Regions from separate parts of the Rattus norvegicus genome. Here region 2 is linked to region 1. A link is a contact called in public Hi-C data. All regions are on one chromosome and are shown on one strand. The core of a region is the stretch at or near the end of the contact, and the rest is flanking DNA. Distances in the headings are between cores, read along the strand shown. Region 1 holds the start of Vcan (versican). Region 2 has its middle 410 kb from the start of Atp6ap1l.

Evidence for each region. A called contact is a pair of places that touch in the nucleus more often than the background predicts.
Region 2: a Hi-C map of the A7r5 cell line shows a contact between it and region 1, with 6 times the contacts expected there. The contact joins the enhancer-like site here to the promoter of Vcan in region 1. A contact is called at or near these places in 4 of 12 Hi-C or Micro-C datasets (the A7r5 cell line, the Rat2 cell line, Schwann cells and 1 more) and 1 of 1 datasets of contacts at active chromatin or transcription factors (oligodendrocytes).

The regions. Positions count from the first base shown.
Region 1 is chr2:22,593,749-22,597,488 of GRCr8, forward strand. Vcan (versican) reads right to left here and starts at 2,109. Exons shown (of 15, transcript NM_001170558.1): 1 at 1,836-2,109.
Region 2 is chr2:23,389,219-23,392,958 of GRCr8, forward strand. No RefSeq gene overlaps it. Among named protein-coding and RNA genes, the nearest start is that of Atp6ap1l, 410 kb to the right of the region's middle. Within about 2 kb of position 1,588, at least 13 of the 93 cell types and tissues checked have an H3K27ac peak or open chromatin away from gene starts, as enhancers often do. A contact at or near this core is called in the A7r5 cell line and Schwann cells, where this site is marked.

The sequences.
Region 1 (3,740 bases), core at 859-3,358:
GATTCACTTCCCAGATTCTGAAGTGGAAAACTATTAAAAGAGAGCTCCGCTTTCCTCTCTTTGAAGCAAAGGATATGAAAGTGGTTTTCTGGCCCGGTTTTCCGCTTGTGCTGAATTTCTCCATCAGGGGGAGCCCACACCTACTACAAAACTCCATATTCCTAGACATCTGGGTTCTGCTAGTCCGAAACACCCAACTGCAAGCAGATCTTAAGGAGCGCACCGCCCCCCACCCCTTGCTCCTCCCTCTGGGCCTGCCTCCTTGGACAGAGAAGGAAGGGATTTCACACTAGCCATTCATTTGTCAGCCGTGGGGGAGGGGACGCAAAAGCGGAGAGGAGGTAGAAAGGGACGAGAGAAGACAGAGAAGATGGAGCCAGAGAAAGAGACACAAAGATGAGGGGACACGGAGAGCGAGTCTCCACTGCGGGCGTACTTGCAGCGGTACAGCCCTACAGCCTCGGGGGACATTTCTTCCCCTTGCCTCCGGATCCCGAGAACGCGCAGGACATGCGGAGGCGAACGTAGTTGGATCCGAGAGCAAATAGTTTAGGCTATGACATGATTTTCTTTCCACTATTTCTTCTGTCTAACCCCTGAGCGGTCCACGCCCATTGACACCGAGAACAAACCGAGACAACCGGGATGTCCCGGGTCTGCGGGCATTAGAGAAGTCTCTGCAGTGCCCACGCCTACTCGTGGCACTAGGACTCTCTCAGCCAGGGTGTCCCCGGGGAAAACCGGCACGCACTCTCCGCTAGTGGGTAAAGTTGCTCAACTCAAGTGGAGAAATGGGAGCGGGAGAAGATACAGAAGGGAACTGGGGACTGCTGTAATCCAGGCGAGAAGACTAGACCAATTGGTCCCCAACTCGGGTCCCCACGCCACCTTTGTCTGGAAAGTCTCTGGGTCCTGGTTTGCTGGTAAAGATCGGGGGACAAGTCCTCATTTCGCTTTCCAGAGCGAGGGGGGAAATACTGCACACCCCTCCGGTTCGGGGAAAGCTTTCCCGCCCAGGAGCCTCCCAGACCTCTACGGTGTTCCAACAACCCCACCCCCATCCATTGCGCCTTCCCTGCTGGCTCGGGCGCACCACGCGCAGGACAAAAGAACACAGGGGCAACGCGAGAGAGCTTTGACAGCCCCCAAGTCATCAAAGAAACGCAGCCCCAGGACCCAGCCCAACCCCTGCCAGATAACCCTCCACATTGCCTGAGGGGTGGGGTGTGGGGAGGAACGGTCTTGTCCGCGCAGGTCCGGGGCAGCTAAAGTACCTCGCTACCTTGTCAAGAGCTGCCCAGGGGTGGCTTTCCAGGAACCAGAGATACTGACCACACACCAGGAGCCAGGAAGCCAGGTGGTCTGCCCTAAGGTGGTTTCAGGGGCTTGTATTTGGACAAGTTTGGGGAGTCTCCATTCAAACTTTTGCCTCGACCAGTTTAAAGACAACAAAAATCAAGGTGTGAGGAGTCCCTCCCATTCTTCAAACTCCAGATAGCAGGACTTTTCTAGGATTTCTCTACAAAACTCCTTCCCCCCTATTCCGTTCGTTCTTTTCCTCTACCCCACCCCGGACTTCTTTTGTCTAGAGATTTTTCAGCACCAGGGTCTATCTGAATTCCTCTCTTTAACAAGCCTCTTTCAAAGTTACCTTCACGTTTCAAAGTGCGAACATTTTCTTAACTTCTCCTTAGGGCTAGTCCTCTTGGCTTTAATTAAAGCCCTCCTCCGATTGTAATGTACGTCTTTTCCCCCCACTAAGCTGGGCGGTTTTCGTTTCCCAACAAGTTTTCCTCCCTTTCTTTTAAATGGGGGAACAAAAGAAATGTGATTACCTTGAAAGGCGGCTTACTGCAGTTTGGGGGGGAGATTCACTGCTGAGCTGTGAGAATGGGCTCCGCGTTGCCCCGGCAGATCACATAGGAAGCGCGGTGGCCTGGGGAAGGATGCGGCGAGTGCGGGACAGAGCTGGAGAGGAGGGAGGATGCGCAGCTCGCGGCTGATCCCGGTTCCGGCGCCGGTCCTCAGCACCTAATGCTCGCAGCTGCTGCGCCCGCGCGCCTTGAGTTCTTCACCCAGAAAGGCTCGGGGCAGCTCGCCTGCAAGTTCAAATGCGGGTTGTGACACCCACCGTCATTATATCACTGTACCGTCAGAGCTGAGGAGGAGACTCAGCAAGAAGGAGGAGGGAGAGGAGGAGGGTTCATTCACAGGCTCCTGAAGCGCTCTGCAGCTCCAGCCACTCCAAAGAGCCCTGGCTTGGAAACAGGCGGAGGGGCGGAAAGGAGCTCCCAGAGCCTGCGGTAGGGACCGCCTGCCTCCCTCGCCAGGCACTCCCACCTCTCAGCTTTTCTTCCTGATGAGAAGTACCAATCGGCTGGGGGGGAAATCCGTGCTCCTCATTCGGCGACTCGGTACCACCTCGCTGTGCAGTCTTAAACAACTGCCTTCCCAGCCTTCCCCACCCGACCCCCCTCTTCCCCGCCCTGCGCTGCTACTTCTGAATTAGGGGGAGGGAGTCCCCAGCCTCTGGTGCGGCCCGCAAGCATGGAGCAATTAAGTATGGTCAGTTCTTAGTAGCGGACCGGACTATATAAAATCAGCCAAGAACTTGCATATAATGTGTTTTTGTGACCACGGAGCTTGTTCATCCCACCAGAAGAGGTGTCAGGATCAACGCTCCTGCCAACCTGAAAGAGATACTGAGAAAGTGAGATCCGAGCCCCAGGGAGACGCAAAAGCATTTCGTGGCTGCTCTCCCTAGGAAACTGCCCAATGGGGAGCCCGCGGCATCAGGCCCTACACAAAGACCCTGGCAATAAAGGACTGGACAGGAAATCCCCCCAGGCAACCCCTTGTCCCATTCAAAGAGAATCCTTTCTCTGACACAAATCCGCATCTTTCCTTAAATGTACTTCGCTTCCTTCCTTCTTCCACCCCTCTGTCACAGGATCTCTTGGAGAATTTTCTGCCTAATTCAGATTTCTTAGACTTATCAATGTTTCCATTTTGTCAGTAAACCGAATCTTTCATGTTCGCATTTTTTTTCCTACTCAGGCTTGTCCATAGATGTAAACAACATCAATATAGAGAAGCATACCCTTCACTGAATCACAAAAGACTCCATTAGGGCCTTAAAGAGCAAAGGGTCAAACAGTTAATACAAAGGATTTCTGCCCCTCAGAAAAGGGTGACTTTGAATTTTCTGTTACTTTGAAGTCTAGTATGATTTTATGCAGAGAGGACAAAGTAAGTTCGAAAGACATGTCAAAGTAACTCTCCGGGTACTGAAACAATTACAAACTTCTCCTCCTACACCAATATGGAAATATCCTTGTAATTATTGGCTCTGGATGTTTTGCTTAGAAAATTACATCAAGCACAGGGCTTGAGAAACGGTAGTGATTAACGCAGAAAGTTTGTCTTTACTCTGGATTTCTTTAATTAGATTGGCTACAACCACAGTTGTAAACTCATAACCTAGACTCCTCAGCATGTGGATTTTTTCCCCAAAGGTTTATAGATCCAATATAATGATAGATCTTAAGTGACAAACTTGTGGTAGATTTGTCAATATAATTTCATATCGGATGTGTATTTCATGTACCCTTTAAGGCAGCACTCACAAGAATGAGCGACATAACTATGCTATGGGCCATTTAGAAATCAGTTTGGCTTAACCTTTATGCAATGATTATGCTGCCATTACTAAAATTGAAATCTCATCCTACTTATTGTTT
Region 2 (3,740 bases), core at 338-2,837, 790 kb after region 1:
GCAAGAGAGTAGCTGTGATAATTAGACTTCTGTGGCACTGGGCCTTGAGGTGCCCAGATTTGGGGAAAACATTATTCTAGTTGTGTCTGGGAGATTGGTTCTGGATGAAATTAACATTTGGATCTGTAGACCCAGAAAAGCAATAAAGCAAGAGTCAGAGAAGATTCATCTGGTCTGCTGAAGGCCTGACTGGGCGAGCAAGAACTCCAGAGCACCCATCCTGCTATATGCTGCAGCGTCAGCTGCTTCTCTCAGCCTCTGACTCAGACATAACATTACATCCTCAGCTCTCATGGCTTTTAGGTCTTTACACTCAGATACGAAACCGCGCCACTGTCTCCAGCCGGCAGACTACAGGTTTGTTTCTTGTTTTGATTTTGTTTCTGTCTCTTTATGTGTAAGAAAATGGCTTCCCGTGTAGCCCATGCCATTTTCAAAGTTTTGATAATCCTCCTGCCTTGTCTTCCCAGATGCTGGGATTACTGAACTGTGCTACTATATTTGGCTGTGGCTACAGATCTGGACACTTCTCAGACTGAAGAATTGCGTGTCACAATCCTCTTTGAGAAATCGACTGCTGTGCATATCCTGTTGTCACCATGTGTGTTGAGAAGCTGGACCAGCACATAGTATATGCAGAATAGGCTAATCTTCCACGTGGGTATTTTCAATAATAATAAACAGCCAGTTGTGGCTAGCAAGCGACATTCTAACAATACATACACCCAGTGTTCAGTGTGGAATTTTCATGTAACTCTCCACTACATCCTAAAATCCTTGTGAGGCCTGAGGAGTCTGAGGCAGCATGGGGTGAGCCTAGCAGAAAGAATGCTAACCTTGTTCCTGAGACAGCCCACTTTACACAGTTTACAGTCTCGATTCCTAAAGTGCCACACAGAAGACAAAAGAAATAGAAGCAGGATATTAGATACAAACCAGCATTGTGCATCTGACTTGCACCAGAGTGACAATGTCTTCTGTATCCCCTGTTCATATGCAGAAGATGTTACTGGTCAAGAAATGCCAGTTTTCTAATAATATTACTTTGTTCTGATAATATTAATTTCTCATAATATAACATTAATTAATTCATATTAATAACACATGTTATTCACTATTTTCATTGCCTTTCGTTGATCTAGTTTTCTTTAAGCTTTACTTAAAATGATGCTGTCTTTACATGTTCCAAGGACAGAATAAAATAGACATAGAGCAAAAAGCACAAACTCTGTCGCCAAAAGTAGAGTGCCACAGTCTTTTTGAACTGTAGGCTTCTATTTCTATAATACATTATATCAAACACAGAGAGTACATTCTTGTTCTCAGGGGAAAATAAAGGTCTAGGTTAGCCTGCCCTCTAGTGTGGCTTACTGACTTCTGAGAGGAGAGAGAAAAGAGAGAGAGAGGGGGAGAGAGAGAGAGAGAGAGAGAGAGAGAGAGAGAGAGAGAGAGAGAGAGAATGCATGTCCTAGAAGCTGATTGTGCAATTCAGTTGGAGTGGCAACCTGCCATCATCACCAGCACTCTGCACAGCTTCCTCCTCCTTGGGAGTGACAGACTTCAAGCATTAGGTCACATTTCTAACCCAGTTTTGAGCAGAAACATACTCCAGCCGCGCCCTATGCCTGCTTAAGCCAGTGTCACCATGGGTATCCTTGACCGTGGTTTTTGCCATTCCCTCACATTTCATGATAACATGCAAAGAAACTAATAAGGGACAGACTTCTTACTACAGGAACTCGGGGATTTACAGAGGGCTTCTGACATGGGAAATTAGGTCTGAGAACTGATACTTGTTTAGGCTGATCTCTCTGAAACAGCCTGTCTATGTGCCTCCTTGGCTGGCCCTTCTGAATGTGAGGTACTGCCAAATGGCTCTGAGGCTGTATGTACTCCAGGATCCATGTTACCACTGAAGAAGCATCTTTGAGATTTGCTTTTACTTCTTCACTCAAATTCTGCTCAAAATTAAACTGCCTTGGAGAAGAGTATTTTTAAAAAAAATTATATTCAGCTACACAAAATAGGCCTCCTTTAAAAATTGAGAAACTAATTGCTATTTTGCTTAAACCTAGAAGTGCCTTCATTGTAGATCAACTCTGAAGTTATTTAAACATAGAACTGTAGTACTAAATTTCTAAAGCTTTTTTCAGGATTCCATGCATATGTTCAGTCGGGATGCTCAGAATTCCTGGTTGATGGCAATTTAACCAGTGCCTGACTGTGTTTCGTAACCCACTAGTGCATGTTCTGGAGCCATTTGTCTAAGAATGAGAGTCTTCCATTTCTTTTTTTTTCTTTTTTTTTTTTTTCGGAGCTGGGGACCGAACCCAGGGCCTTGCGGTTGCTAGGCAAGCGCTCTACCACTGAGCCAAATCCCCAACCCCGAGTCTTCCATTTCTAATTTAAAGTCTTCCATTTCTCATAATTTAAAGGAAGTCTAGATGCTAACCTTTATAATAAAAGCAAATGAAACAATAATCTTTAAAATCACCTATAGATGTAAATTAAAGACACTGTATGTGTATATATTGAGTCTACAAAATATATCCTCTTTCTATTGTCAAAGCATTAGTCTACTAAGGCTGCATGTATGGACTGAAGTAACATACAGCCTCTGGAGAACACTGCCATTCACCTTGGGCATCATTTCCTTAATATACAAGACTGAGTTCCGTCACAATAGGCATATGAATATAATTGTCCATTTCTTCCTCTATGGCAGTAATGCAACCAAAGAAAATATACAGCCTTGAGGATTTAACAGTCACAATCAGATGAACGGAAAAGAATTGAGAAGGAGAGACAACACAAAGCCACTGACAGACTTTTAGGAGATAAGATACCCGATGGCAGTTGTCCTGCATTCTGGAGCCTTCACTGTGTCATTTGTGATAAGCATGGCATAGACCAAGTTTAGTCAGAGGTGTCTGATTTTCATCCCCACACTGCCTGTCCTATTTGTATCTGTGCCGTTCTCGCTACATCTGTGTGTTTCTGTATATTTTAGATACAAAATGTAGCAGATTAAAGTTTGCCAATGCAGGGACAATGTTACCCAAACACCACGTTCTCGCTCACTCTGGTTCCCATTCTAATCCACACCCTTGGCACGTTTGCTGTATTGATTTTCCAGCTTGTGTTCTTTGCTCAAGTCTCTGAAAGACATCACCAATGCAATCACTGTCAAGAAGAGGAAAATGACACATTGCAGACCTGGTGATTGGTGCCTTGTGTATTTTTGTCACAGATTTCAAGAGTGCTCGAGATTCACCGATTCCTTATCAGCAGTTCACTTTTGCCCCTCTAGTTTGCTGACATGTAGTTTTTCAAGTCATTTTTGGAAATCTGAAACTTGTTAGAGATTGCAGATGCGAGGCTCTGCATGGCTGCTGTCGTTTTGGCAGGGTCTGCTCTTTCAAGACAGCGGGGGCAATGAAAAGAACTCTGCTTTCTCGAACTCTGTTCTTAAAGTGTCCATGGATGCCGGACACTTAATGCTAGACTTCCAGGTCAAGACTGGACCTTTTCTTCTATTTTACTCAACGGAGCACAAGGACTTTGAGCATGGAACCCACGAGCCTATTCCCATTATCAGCTTCTATTATGAATATAATTTTGTCATCAATTCCATGTATGTGACTCCTTTAAAACAAAACTGATCAGGTAGATGTCAGAACTGGCAACCGGAAAACCATTTCTGCTGGGATGAACGATTGCGTGACTCCTTTGAATTCGAG